Linked DNA regions of Pan troglodytes: region 2 is linked to region 1. A link is a contact called in public Hi-C data. All regions are on one chromosome and are shown on one strand. Each heading gives the region's core, a stretch centred on a gene start, on an enhancer-like site or on the middle of the called end of the contact. The rest is flanking DNA. Distances are from core to core; before and after follow the strand shown. Region 1 holds the start of NUGGC (nuclear GTPase, germinal center associated). Region 2 has its middle 25 kb from the start of ZNF395.

Region 1 (3,534 bases), core at 477-2,976:
ACAGGTGTGAGCCACTGGGCCTTGCCCCAGGAAGCTTTAAAAATGCTCAAAATTAATTTTAATAATTAAGTAATTTAGTAGCATTTGTGGTTAACTGTTGAAGCTAAGAAATAGCCAGTAGAGGGAGAGCTGAGCACACGTGACATGAATGTAAGCGTAAGGGGTGATTTTGCCTAGAGAGATCAGTATAAGACTCAGCATCCAGGATGGCATTTGTGCTGACTTTCTTTGTTCTGAACTTTAGACTGGTGTTTCTGTGGTTTTCTTATGGAGGAGGGACGTCATCTTGCCAAAAGTTCAAAGCAGTTTTTAAGACCACAGTCTAAACATTTATCTTCAATTCTTTCCCTGTTCTGACCTCTTTACCTTCTGAATCCCCTCTTCAGACTAAATACATACCTAGAGTACTGAGGGTTGTCTTGGTAATGACTGAGTTGGCCTTTAAAGGTAACATACACCCTTGGCCCAGCACAGTAGCTCATACCTGTAATCCCAGCACTTTGGGAGGCCGAGGTGGGCGGATCACATGAGGTCAGGAGTTCGAGACCAGCCTGGCAAACGTGGTGAAACCCTGTATCTACTAAAATTAAAAAAAAAAAAAGTCAGGCATGGTGACGCACCCCTGTAGTCCCAGCTACTCAGGAGGCTGAGGCAGGAAAATCTCTTGAACCCAGAAGACGGAGGTTGCAGTGAGCTGAGACGGCGCCACTGCACTCTAGCCTGGGTGACAGAGCAAGACTGTGTCTCACAAAAAAAAAAAAAAAAAGGTAACACACACCCTGAAGCTGAGGGTTCAAGGGACAACTTTTTCCCTGTATGTGATGTGATGGTTTGGGTTGCCAGACACAGCAAAGTGGAGTGGGTTTTATTTTCTTCTCTCCTGGGCAGCACTTTCAAATTTTTGTTTTCTGGGTTTATTAAAAATATGAATTTAAAATTAGATGGGCGTGATGGAGCATGACCGTGGTCCCAGCTACCCAGGAGGCTGAGGTGGGAGGATGGCTTGAGCCTGGGAGGTCGAGGCTGTGGTGAGCTATGATCACGCCACTGCACTCCAGGCTGGGTGACAGAGCAAGACCTTGTCTCTAACTAAATAAAGACATAAAAATATACGGATTTAAAATTTAAGTTCCAGAAAGAGGTGTAAAGCAGTATATCACTCATTTCTACACTCAAACAATCCAATGTTGTTTTATTTTTGGCAAATGTTATTTTTGGTGAATTTTAAGACTTTGGGTCAAGAATAACTTTATATTTATTATCTCATATCCTCCATCTCTCCCAGTCATGTCTTATAGTTGGGTGTCGGGGAGCCAGTGCTTTGTCTGTCTTGGAACTGGGGCATTTTTCCTGTCTGCTCCAGTGAACCAGTCATCTGAATAGTGTTCACCCTCAGAGAAAAGATGCTGTGGAAGGATGCAGTGATGCATTTGGAAAGGAAAAAAGACAGATCTGTCTACTTGTAGGAACATGGCAGAGAGGGATGCAAGATCCCCGTTTCATGTACCATTTAGATTTTTTTTTTTTTCCAGATGTAGTCTTGCTCCGTCACCCAGGCTGGAGTGCAGTGGCGCGATCTCGGCTCACTGCAACCTCCACCTCCCAGGCTCAAGTGATTCTCTTGCTTCAGCCTCCTGAGTAGCTGGGACTACAGGGTTCTGCCACCACGCCTGGCTGATTTTTTTTTTTTTTTTTTTGTATTTTTAGTAGAGTCAAGGTTTCACCATTTTGGCCAGGCTGCTGTTGTACTCCTGACCTCAAGTGATCTGCCTGCCTCGGCCTCCCAAAGTGCTGGGATTACAGGAGTGAGCCACCGCGCCTGGCGAATTTAGATTTAAGTGAAAGAAGACAGAATAAATCAGTATCTGTGGGAGGAGACCATGGTAAATAGCTCCCTGATGGCAAGTCAGTTTCACTTCTGCTATGTAAACGTGGCTTTGTGATTGTGGCCCAAAGGGCTACGTACCCCAGCTGGTTCCAAATACCTGAACCAAGGAGAAGCTGCCACCATCTCCTCTGTGGACTCCTGTAACTAAACCAGAACTTTTTTTTTTTTTTTTTTCTGTTCAGTGACATCTGGTAAGTTGTTTCTTTTATGTAATTTGTACTGTAACTTGTGGTTGATTTTTTAAAAATGGACCTTAATTTTTAGAACAGTTTTGAGTTTACAGGAATATTGAGAAGATAGTTTAGAGCATTCCCATGTAATTCCCACCCAACTTCCCCATTATCTTGTATTAGTGTGGTACATTTGTTACAACTGATGAACCGATACTGATATGTTATTCTTAAACTAAAGTCTGTGCTTGATTCAGATTCTTGGTTTTTATCTAACGTCTGCTTTCTACTGTGGCATCCTATTCAGGATAGCACATTATATTTAGTTATGTTCCCTTAGGCTCCTCTTAGCTGTAGCGTTGTTTCTCAGACTTTCCTTGTTTTTGATGAATATGGCAGTTTTGAGGAGTACTGGTTGGGTATTTTGTAGGCTTCTCCTATTGGCATTTGTCTGATGTTTTTCTCATGATTAGAATGGAGTTACGGGTTTTGGGGAAGGAGTCCCGGAGTTAAAGTGCTGTTCTCATCACATCATATCAAGGGATAATATTGTCAACATGATTTAGGACTGTTGGTGTTGACCTTGACCACCTGGTAGAGGCAGCGCTTGTCTGGTTTCTCTGCTATAAGGTGATCCTTTCCCTGCTCCAATCTCCGCCGTGTTCTCTTTGGAAAGAAGCTGCTATGCACAGCACACACTTGAGGAGCAGGGAGTTTTATTCTACCTCCTTGAGGATGGAGTAGCTACGTAAATTATTTGGAATTCTTCTGTATATGGGACGTTTGTCTCTTCTCTCTCCTTTGATATTCTTAAAGCAAGTTATTTCTTGAGGGAAAGTGAATTTTACTTTTCTGTTTGCTTAAGTGAATTTTGGGGGTTTGGTTTGTTTGTTTTTGAGGCCTCGGTCTGTTACCCAGGCTGGAGTGCAGTGGTATGAACGTGGCTCACTGCAATCTTGACCTTCTGGGCTCAAGTAATCCTCCTGCCTCAGCCTCCTGAATAACTGGGACTACAGATGCATGCTGCCATGCCCAGCTAATTAAAAAAAATTTTGTAGAGATGAGGGTCTCACTTTGTTGCCAAGGCTGGTCTCAAGCTCCTGGGCCCAAGGGATCCCCTCTCATCTCAGCCTCCCAAAGTGCTGGGATTACAGGCATGAGCCACCATGCTCAGGCTGTTTAAGTGAATTTTAAGGCTATGTAAAAAGGCCAGTGGGCTAGAAATGGGGAGAATCAGGTTTTAGTTTGAATTTTACAGAACAGTGTGATCTTAGGCAAGTCATTAATCATTCCTCCCAAAAGAAAACAGCTATTGCAGAAATTGCTGGCAGGTGTATGAATTCCTGATAAGGAGGGAAGTGTCATCTTATGCCTCATTAGCTTTAACAAGCTTGGGAGAGCAATATGAGAAGATTCAAATTCGTTTCACCAGAATCTGCTAAAGTACGTTATGAAAATATCTGCTTATTTTGCTTA
Region 2 (3,534 bases), core at 265-2,764, 330 kb before region 1:
GGAAGGAAGGAAAAGTCAGGCACGGTAGCTCACGCTTGTCATTCAGCACTTTGGGAGGCCGAGGTGGATCACTTGAGTCCAGGAGTTCTAGACCAGCCTGGGCAACATAGGAAGGCCCAATTTCTACAAAAAAAAAAAAAAAAAAAAAAAAAAATTAGCCAGGGGTGGTGGTTCACACCTGTCATCCCAGCTACTCGGGAGGCTGAGGTAGGAGAATCTCTTGAGCATGGGAGGTAGAGGCTGCAGTGAGCCACAGTCATGCTACCACACTCCAGCCTGGGCGACAGAGTGAGACCCTGTCTCTATTTGAGACAGCGTCTAGCTCTCTTACCCAGGCTGGAATGCAGTGGCTCCGTCTCTGCTCAATTTCATTTTTCACTGGCCCCTGCAAATTACGCAGCAGCGGGCCCAGGGTAATAGAGCAAGAGTCAACTCTTCTTGCCTTTGGGAATATTTCGGGGTGACAGTGAGAGGGCAGGATCTTGTCCTACCGTCAAAGTGGAAGTAAACTTGGATTTCGCCTCGGGCATGTGTGTCTGCCGGGCAGAGTGCGGGGCTGGCAGGGATGGGTTTACAGATAGAGGTGAAAGATGGGCCCAAGGCCTTTGGTGGATCAGACTTAGACAAAGAAGCTGAGGTAGAAAAACAGTGGGGTTGGCCGGGCGCGGTGACTCATGCCTGTAATCCCAGCCCTTTAGGAGGCTGAGGCAGGAGGATCGCTTGAGCCCAGGAGTTCAAGACCAGCTTGGGCAAGCCCCATAGCAGGAACCTGTCTCTAAAAAAAGTTTTTTCAAAAATTAGTTGGGTGTGGTGGCGCGCATGTGAGTCCCAGCTACTCAGGAGGCTGGGGCAGCTGGATCGCTTGAACCTGGGAGCTTAGGGCTGCAGTGAGCCGTTGTCACGCCACCGCCCCCCAGCCTGGGCCACACAGCACCCTGTCTCAAAAAAAAAAAAAAAAAAAAAAAAAAAAGAAAGAAAGAAAAGAAAAGAAAAAGAAAAAGAAAGAAAGAAAAAGAAAAACAAAGCCAGGGCAAGGAGGGGGCCGCAGCAGGCCGAGGACGAGCCACGAGCCCAAAGAAAACCGGGTGCAGTGCTCAGTGCTCAGGCCTGCCGGGGATCGGGCCCCGGAGAGGCCGTGGGGACGCCGTGCCAGGGCGCGCGCCAACGGATCAGACCGGGCAGCCTCCCCCGCTGTCCACACAGATGCCAGCGCGCGCGCTCGGTTTGGCTCCCCAGGATCCCCGGCGGAGCAGGACTACGGGACAAAGGGGCCGGTCCAGCCGCCGGCAGCGAGACCCGAGCGTTGCGGCCGCAGGCACGGCCTGCCCCCTTGCCGGGTCCCCTGCGCACGGCCGGCGGCCTGCAGCGAGCGGCCTGGGAGGCGGGGGGCGCCCTGCCCCGTCTCCCCTGCAGGCGGCGCGCAGGGGTGGGGCGGAGGCCTTCGTGGGCCCGGGCACGTCCCAGCCGCGCCCTCCCGGCCCCTTGCCCAGGGGGTTGAGCCGGCAGGGAGGTGCCTCCCTCTCCCTCCCAGGCCCGGGCGCTTCCGCCGGCCGCAGCCGGGGTTGAGGACCGAGCAGGAGGGGGACGCCGGGCTGAAGCCGCGGGTTGTTCCCGCCTCGAGGGCAGGGCCGGGGAGCGCAAACGTAGCCTTTCCAGGAACTCGCACCGCGCTGCAGAGGGGCTGCCGGGCCCCAGCGAGCCGCAGGACAGACGCGGCCCGGCATCCTCGTCCGCACTCGCAGTGGGGGGAGCAGCGCGGAAACCCGACGCCGCCGCTCCCTGGCCGATGGCCTCTCGAATCTTCCCGGCGGCGGCCGGCGCGGGGCTGCGTCACCTGCAGAACTTTCAGGAAGGGGCCTGGAGGAAATCAACCTGATGCAAAGGATTGGGAAGGAAACCGAGGATATTGGAGATCGTTTTCAACCTCCTCCCGCCGCCTTATAATAAAAGTAATATGTGCTTAGTGTATACACTGTGGCAAATACAGAAAAGTGTAAATAATTAGCCCCCCCCCAACAAAAAAAACCCCGCAGAAACGCACCCATAATTCCACCACCCGAAGCAAACACTTTACCTAGTGGGATATTTCTTCACGTTTTGCTCTATTTCTCTTTACAGACTTGTTCATTCTGTGCAAGTCATTAGTGTCTTGCTTTTTGTACTTAATATCTTAGAAACATTCCCATTTCCTTAAACACATCATAAATATGTTTAATGGTTCGATGTTAACATTGTACAGCTGTACCAAAATGTAATCATTTTCATTTTTTTAAAGGATCAAATGATACAAATACTTTTAAAGTTCTTTTTTTTTTTTAAGATAGGGTTTTCTATCCACTGTCTAGTTTTATATATATATAAAATTGGGCAGTGGCCCAATCTCTGCCCCCTCCCTGGGGTTCAAGTGATTCTCCTGCCTCAGCCTCCCAAGTAGCTGGGACTACAGGCGTGTGCCACTATGCCTAGTAGAGACGGGGTTTCACCATGTTGGCCAGGCTGATCCCGAACTCCTGACCTCAAGTGATCCGCCTGCCTCAGCCTGGGATTACAGGCCTGAGCCACTGCGCCTGGCCTGGTCATAATTTTATGGATGGTTTGCTCTGGTCACTCTGCTAGTTGTGTCCCCAAGGCTAGGACAGTGCTCTTTCTTGTAGAACAAGCAGCCTCTGGTCACTGGCTGTTTCTTCGGTTCTAGCTTCAGAGCCAGCTCCTGTCGCTTATGGGAGCAGATAACATATCATCGCCTGCAGGCCAAGCCCAGGCTTCTGACCCTTGGCTTCTCAGAATGGTTGCTCCTTTTCGTTTTGTTTTGTTTTGTTTTGAGACAGAGTCTTGCTCTGTCACTCAGGTTGGATTGCAATGGCGCAATCACAGCTCACTGCAGCCTTGACCTCCTGGGCTCAAGAGATCCTTCAGCCTCAGTCTCCCAAGTAGCTGGGACCGCAGGCACCACCACACCACACTAATTAAAAAAAAAGAAAAAATTGGTAGAGACCGGGTCTCACTATGTGGCCCAGGCTGGTCTCAAACTCCAGGACTCAAGCCATTCTCCTGCCTCAGCCTCCCAAAGTGTTGGGATTACAGGCATGAGCCACTGCACCCAGCCTGATAAATTGTCCTTCTTATGGATTTACATAGGCTGAACATCTGATCCTTTGTAGTGTGACAGGGACAGAGCAGTAAAAGGCTGCCTTCAAAGAAGCCAGACTCTACCATGCAGAGGACATGAGCCTTCCTTTGCTGGTCTGTGTCTCAAACCTTCCTTATTAAGCTGGCAAAAGCCTTATTTTATTATTATTTTTTTCTTTTTCTTTTTTTGTTTTTTGAGACAGGGTCTCATTCTGTTACCCAGGCTGAAGTGCAGTGGCACGAGCACGGCTCATTGCAGCCTTGACCTCCTGGGCTCAGGTGACCCTCCCACCTCACCCTCCCGAGTAGCTGGGACTACAGGCATGTGTCATCATGCTGGGCTAATTTTTTGTATTTTTTGTAGAGACAAGGTTTTGCCATGTTGCCCAGGCTGGTCTCGAGCTC

The links. A called contact is a pair of places that touch in the nucleus more often than the background predicts.
Region 2: a contact with region 1 is called in a Hi-C map of induced pluripotent stem cells, with 2.6 times the contacts expected there. The contact joins the enhancer-like site here to the promoter of NUGGC in region 1. A contact is called at or near these places in 2 of 7 Hi-C or Micro-C datasets (induced pluripotent stem cells and stem cell-derived neural progenitor cells) and 1 of 1 datasets of contacts at active chromatin or transcription factors (stem cell-derived excitatory neurons).

Annotation. Positions count from the first base shown.
Region 1 is chr7:36,435,944-36,439,477 of NHGRI_mPanTro3-v2.0_pri, reverse strand. NUGGC (nuclear GTPase, germinal center associated) reads left to right here and starts at 1,726. Exons shown (of 19, transcript XM_519681.8): 1 at 1,726-2,079.
Region 2 is chr7:36,766,356-36,769,889 of NHGRI_mPanTro3-v2.0_pri, reverse strand. No RefSeq gene overlaps it. Among named protein-coding and RNA genes, the nearest start is that of ZNF395, 25 kb to the right of the region's middle. Within about 2 kb of position 1,514, at least 16 of the 24 cell types and tissues checked have an H3K27ac peak or open chromatin away from gene starts, as enhancers often do. A contact at or near this core is called in induced pluripotent stem cells and stem cell-derived neural progenitor cells, where this site is marked.